Regions from separate parts of the Pan troglodytes genome. Here region 1 is linked to region 2. Evidence: chromatin contacts called from public Hi-C data. All regions are on one chromosome and are shown on one strand. Each heading gives the region's core, a stretch centred on a gene start, on an enhancer-like site or on the middle of the called end of the contact. The rest is flanking DNA. Distances are from core to core; before and after follow the strand shown. Region 1 has its middle 18 kb from the start of RMI2. Region 2 holds the start of SOCS1 (suppressor of cytokine signaling 1).

The links. A called contact is a pair of places that touch in the nucleus more often than the background predicts.
Region 1: a contact with region 2 is called in a Hi-C map of a lymphoblastoid cell line, with 2.2 times the contacts expected there. The contact joins the enhancer-like site here to the promoter of SOCS1 in region 2. A contact is called at or near these places in 3 of 7 Hi-C or Micro-C datasets (induced pluripotent stem cells, a lymphoblastoid cell line and stem cell-derived neural progenitor cells).

Annotation. Positions count from the first base shown.
Region 1 is chr18:14,010,134-14,012,833 of NHGRI_mPanTro3-v2.0_pri, forward strand. No RefSeq gene overlaps it. Among named protein-coding and RNA genes, the nearest start is that of RMI2, 18 kb to the left of the region's middle. Within about 2 kb of position 1,413, at least 2 of the 24 cell types and tissues checked have an H3K27ac peak or open chromatin away from gene starts, as enhancers often do. A contact at or near this core is called in a lymphoblastoid cell line, where this site is marked.
Region 2 is chr18:13,902,596-13,905,295 of NHGRI_mPanTro3-v2.0_pri, forward strand. It overlaps SOCS1 (suppressor of cytokine signaling 1), which reads right to left and starts at 1,283. Exons shown (of 2, transcript XM_016929424.3): 1 at 1,143-1,283; 2 at 1-592. The coding sequence starts at 542. The region is part of intron 1 of LOC129137279 (a long non-coding RNA gene); the gene reads left to right.

The DNA of each region.
Region 1 (2,700 bases), core at 163-2,662, 110 kb after region 2:
GAGAATGGCATTGCCCCTACCCCCACCAGGGTGGCTTCAGGATGAAATTCAACACGGGAAGCACCCTTCCCCCACCCCCATGGACCAAGAGGTGATACTATTAGAGTTATATGGGTTTGTGGTTTCCCCTTACTGTCTCCACTTCCTTCCTGAAACCCTGAAAGAGGCTTCGCAGGAAAGGAAGGGTCTTTCAGATGCCTGAGTGCAGCTGGGAATGGCTGTCCCCAGTTAGCCAGGCTGGTTGGAGCCTAGGGTGAGTTGGCTGGGTTGTGGGTTTGAACCACCAGAATCACTGAGGCACAGCTGGCCCACTGCCGAGTGCTGCCAGCCATCCTGCGAACGCCACCATTGCTCATCCCTGGGAGATGCTCCAGCATTGACCAAAAGGGTTGCCGGGTCTTGTCCTGCTTAGGACAGGCCACTCTAGAGTGATCTATAGTCATACTGTAAGGATAGATCTGGGTCCTTTGCCTCCCAGGGACCCTGAGCACAGAATACACATGACAGGGCCCCAGCACACGGGCAGTGGCCCCTCTTGTTAGTATTAATTATGCACTTATGTGAAATGCACCTGCTCTTGAAGAAGGGGACAGCCAATGATTAAAACAGTTGAGGGCAGGTCACCAGGCTGTTGCAGGCTCCATTAAGAAATGGCTCTGAGAGGGTTACTTTAGAGCAAGGGAAGGGTCTTCTGTTGCAGGGGCTCTGCGCCTGGCCAGCAACACCTCCCCCGCCTTTTTTTTTTTTTTTTTTTTGAGATGGAGTCTCGTTCTGTTGCCCAGGCTGGAGTGCAGTGGCGCAGTCTCGGCTCATTGCAACCTCTGCCTCCCAGGTTCAAGCGATTCTCCTGCCTCAGCCTCCCAAGTAGCTGGGACCACAGGCGTGTGCCGCCATTCCTGGCTAACTTTTTGTATTTTTAGTGGAGATGAGGTTTCACTGTGTTAGCCAGGATGATCTCAATCTCTTGACCTGATGATCCACCCACCTTGGCCTCCCAAAATGCTGGGATTACAGGCTTGAGCCACCACGCCCGGCCAGCCAGTCCCTTATTTTATGGAAACCCCAGCCTATTCCAGCCACCCAAGAACCTTCGTTAAGTGGCTCTGAAGTAGGAATGGCTACTTAATTTGCAGGGATCAGCACAAAATGAAAATCAATAATTTTCAGAAATTAAGATTCAAGATGGTAATAGAGCATTCAAGTAAGCATTGGGGACCCTTCTGAGCACGGGGCCCTGTCTGTGCAGTTTGCACACAGCCCAGGTCTGGAGAGAGTACCAGGCAGGCAGCTGGCTTGTAGCATGTGAATGAACTGAGTCACCCTGCCCTTTGTGGGAGTTGACCTGCATCTTTTCTAGGCTGTTGGCCAGGGCAGGGCTGATGACATGAGCGGGGCTTGCCCTGGTGTGGGCTGAATATGATACACTGTGAGAAGTTGAAGGGAGGGGGATTGGAGTAGGGTGCTCCAGGCAGCATCATCTCTGTACAACAGGAAGTCCCTGAGCTTGGACACATGACTTGATCACCTGTCACAAGGTTCAAGGTGAAACCCAGAAGGCCAGGCAATGATGCATTGAAACTGTCACTACCCAAGTCAGCATTTTCTAATACCATTAAACACTTTTGGCCGGGCGTGGTGGCTCATGCCTGTAATCCCAGCACTTTGGGAGGCTGAGGCGGGCAGATTACGAGGTCAGGAGACCGAGACCATCCTGGTTAACACAGTGAATACTAAAAATACAAAAAATTAGCCGGGCGTGTCGTGGGGCCTGTAGTCCCAGCTACTCGGGAGGCTGAGGCAGGAGAATGGCATGAACCCAGGAGGCGGAGCTTGCAGTGAGCCGAGATGGCGCCACTGCACTCCAGCCTGGGCAACAGAGCGAGACTCCATCTCAATTAAAAAAAAAAACTTTTTTTTATAGATACGAGGTCTCGATGTGTTGGCCAGGCTGGTCTTGAATTCTTGATCTCAAGTGATCCTCCTGTCTCGGCGTCCCAAGGTGTTGGGATTACAGTCATGAGCCACTGCACCTGGCCTCCAACACCATTTTGAAAATTTTGATATATCTGTGATTTTGGATTACATCTGTTTTGTTACTTCTGTTAGAGAAAACTGACCTGGCCGGGCACGGTGGCTCATGCCTATAATCCCAGCACTTTGGGAGGACAAGGCGGGTGGATCACTTGAGAATCAGGAGTTTTAGACCATCCTGGCCAACATGGTGAAACCCCGTCTATACTAAAAATCAAAAATTAGCCAGGCATGGTGGTGGGCGCCTGTAATCCCAGCTACTCAGAGGCTGAGGCAGGAGAATCGCTTGAACCCATGAGACAGAGATTGCAGTGAGCCGAGATCGCGCCACTGCACTCCAGCCTCAGTGACAGAACAAGACTCTGCCTCCAGAAAAAAAAACAAAACTTCAAAAGCAGATTTGTCATTGCCAGGTGACCTTGTTAACCATGGGTGTACAAGGACAAACCACATCTGGGTGAAAGAATTTGTGCCTTGTTTTCTTTGCCTTTGACCTTCAGCCCCGTGCATTCCTGCAAATGCATTGCCCCTGGTAAACCTTATGAAGACCTTAACTTTTCTGTTTTAAGTGAGATTTCCAAGTTAATTTAAGTTGTGGGGAACAGGACACTCCCTTTACTGGAGAGCAATTGGTATCTGAAGAGAATGAGATAGAGGTTGCTAAGGAAA
Region 2 (2,700 bases), core at 33-2,532:
CGCTGGCGGCACAGCTCCTGCAGCGGCCGCACGCGGCGCTGGCGCAGCGGGGCCCCCAGCATGCGGCGCGGCGCCGCCACGTAGTGCTCCAGCAGCTCGAAGAGGCAGTCGAAGCTCTCGCGGCTGCCATCCAGGTGAAAGCGCCCGGCCTGAAAGTGCACGCGGATGCTCGTGGGTCCCGAGGCCATCTTCACGCTAAGGGCGAAGAAGCAGTTCCGCTGGCGGCTGTCGCGCACCAGGAAGGTGCCCACGGGCTCGGCGCGCAGCCGCTCGTGCGCCCCGTGCACGCTCAGGGGCCCCCAGTAGAATCCGCAGGCGTCCAGGAGCGCGCTGGCGCGTGTGATGCGCCGGTAATCGGCGTGCGAACGGAATGTGCGGAAGTGCGTGTCGCCGGGGGCCGGGGCCGGGACCGCGGGGCACGGCCGCGGGCGCGCGGGGGCCGCGGACGAGGAGGAGGAAGAGGAGGAAGGTTCTGGCCGCCGTCGGGGCTCTGCTGCTGTGGAGACTGCATTGTCGGCTGCCACCTGGTTGTGTGCTACCATCCTACAGAAGGGGCCAGCCGGAGGGGTGGGCCATAGCGTCCGGGGGTGCGCTGCGGGAGAGACAAAGCGGTGAGCTGGGGCGCTGCGGGGCCGGGCAGGTGTGCGCCGGCCGGACAACTCCGGAGGGCGGCGCTCCCGGCGGACCCGGCCCTAGGGGGCGAGCACGGAGCACCAAGTCCGCGCGGATCCGTTCAGCCTCAGTGGACACAGCTGGAAAATGGGCTCTGTACTCCGCGGAGCTCTTCCCGGCGGGTGGGGGCTCGGTGGAGGCGGAGTCCGGCCTCCGGGCAGCACCGAGAGGGGGGCGTGGAGAGCAGCCGGCTCTGGCTCCAGCCGTCCGGCCCCGGCTCGCCGCCCCGCGCCCGCCGCCTGCTGGCCAGGCTGGGATCCGCGCCTGGTCTGGGCGATTTGGGCTAGGGCCGGAGAAAGGCTGTGCTGCGGGAGCCCCGCGCGCGGGGGGCGGCCTGGGTGGGGCCGGCGAGGGTCAGGGGCATCGCGGCCGCGACCCCATCCTGCAGCCCCCGAGGCCCGCCCGACTCCTGGCTGCCCTGGACTCCCCTCCCTCCTCCCTCCCGCCTCCTTGCCCAGGGCCCGGCTCACCTGGCGGCGGGGCGCGGGACGCCGCGGGCGGGACGGCGGGGGGCTCCGGGGCGCTCCGGGGCGGCTCTCGCGCATGCTCCGGGGCCAGGAGCCGCGCAGCTGCCACGGCCGCAGCTCGCTCTGCTCGGCGCCCGCCCCTGCGCCAGTCTTTTAAACCGGCTTGGAGGCGGGGCTAGCGACGGCGGGAGGCCCCGCCCCTGCCGGCCCCGCCCCCAGCTCCACTTTTGGTTTCTCTTTCCGCGGTGGCGTCCGGCGAGGACCGCTTCGGCCCTGTTTCCCTCTCTTGTGGACCCTCCCGCGGGGCCCTCTGCCCGCCTGTTCGCACCTGCCCCAGCACCCGCCTCTCGAGGGGCTCTGGCCCCGACCCTGCGCCTTCCGGCCACTTCTCGGACCTCTCCTTCGGACTTGGCGACCCCGATTTTGCCCCGCTACCTCCGGTTCCACTTTCTGCCGCCAGGCCCTCTTGGGACGCGCCCTGACACACCCTCCTCCGCCCCAGCTGTCTCCACACCCGCCGGGGGCAGAGCCCTGTCCTCTCCTCCCCTGCAGCCAGATCCCCCTAGGAGGCCACAGAAGGTGTCCCCAACCCTGAGCCTGACCCCACCCGTAGACCCCCTCCTAGCCCCTGCTCCACCCGCCGTCGACGCCCTCAGTCGCCCGCCCTGCTGTCCCGAAGCCCCGGCCGGCCGCGGTCTCTGATCTTGGCTCGGGCTTCCCAGGAAGCGGCGGCCTGACCACAGGCTTCAGAGGAACCCCTGGCGGCGCGGTCGCCTCCACCCCGGCCCAGTTCCTCGGAAACTGGGCGGGGCCGGGCAAGGTCCCTGGTGGCCTCGACTGCCCTCCCTGCGCTCCCACTACCCGGCTGCGGAAGAAACTGAGGCTGGGGAGGGGCTGGGATTTGCAATGGCTTGCAGATTGGGAGCTCTGGACCTGGATCTCGCCTTCCCCGTCTTCATTTTGGGGAGAGGTGCAGCTGGACGACATCAAATTGGAGCCCAGTGAAAAAATGGTGCATTCTCAGACGTGATGAATCCCCAAACCTGGTTTCCTAGCCCTCCTCTCCCCCGACCCCTTCCTCATAGATTTCCCCCTCCTACTGCTCCGTCAGGCATCTGCCCTTCAAAGACTGCCTTCCCACCACACACACGGCCGGGGCTTGGGATGGTGAGCGGTCGGTGGTCAGGGCTGTAATTTGCACACGTGTTTGTGATTTAGTGATTCCGATTGTCGTGCAAGGCCATGGAGTAGGTGCCTGGCTGCTCCGTGTATTTTTGAATGAAGGCATGTGAGGAGCCCCAGCATCACAAGGGGCCACATAAAAACCTGGCTAGGTTGGGCACTTGGTTACTGGCCTCACACTGGGACACACTGCCCTCTACAGACAGCTCTCAGACGGCTTCTCTCCTGGAAGCCCTGGTGCCCAGTCCCTTCCCGCCTCCCTGGCCCCACGATGCCTCCTTCCCCAGGCAGAGCCTAGGTCCTTATTAACCTCCTGAACACAGGGAGTGGCCCAGAATCAGCCCGGCTTAGCACCCCATCAATGCCCTGAATCTGCATG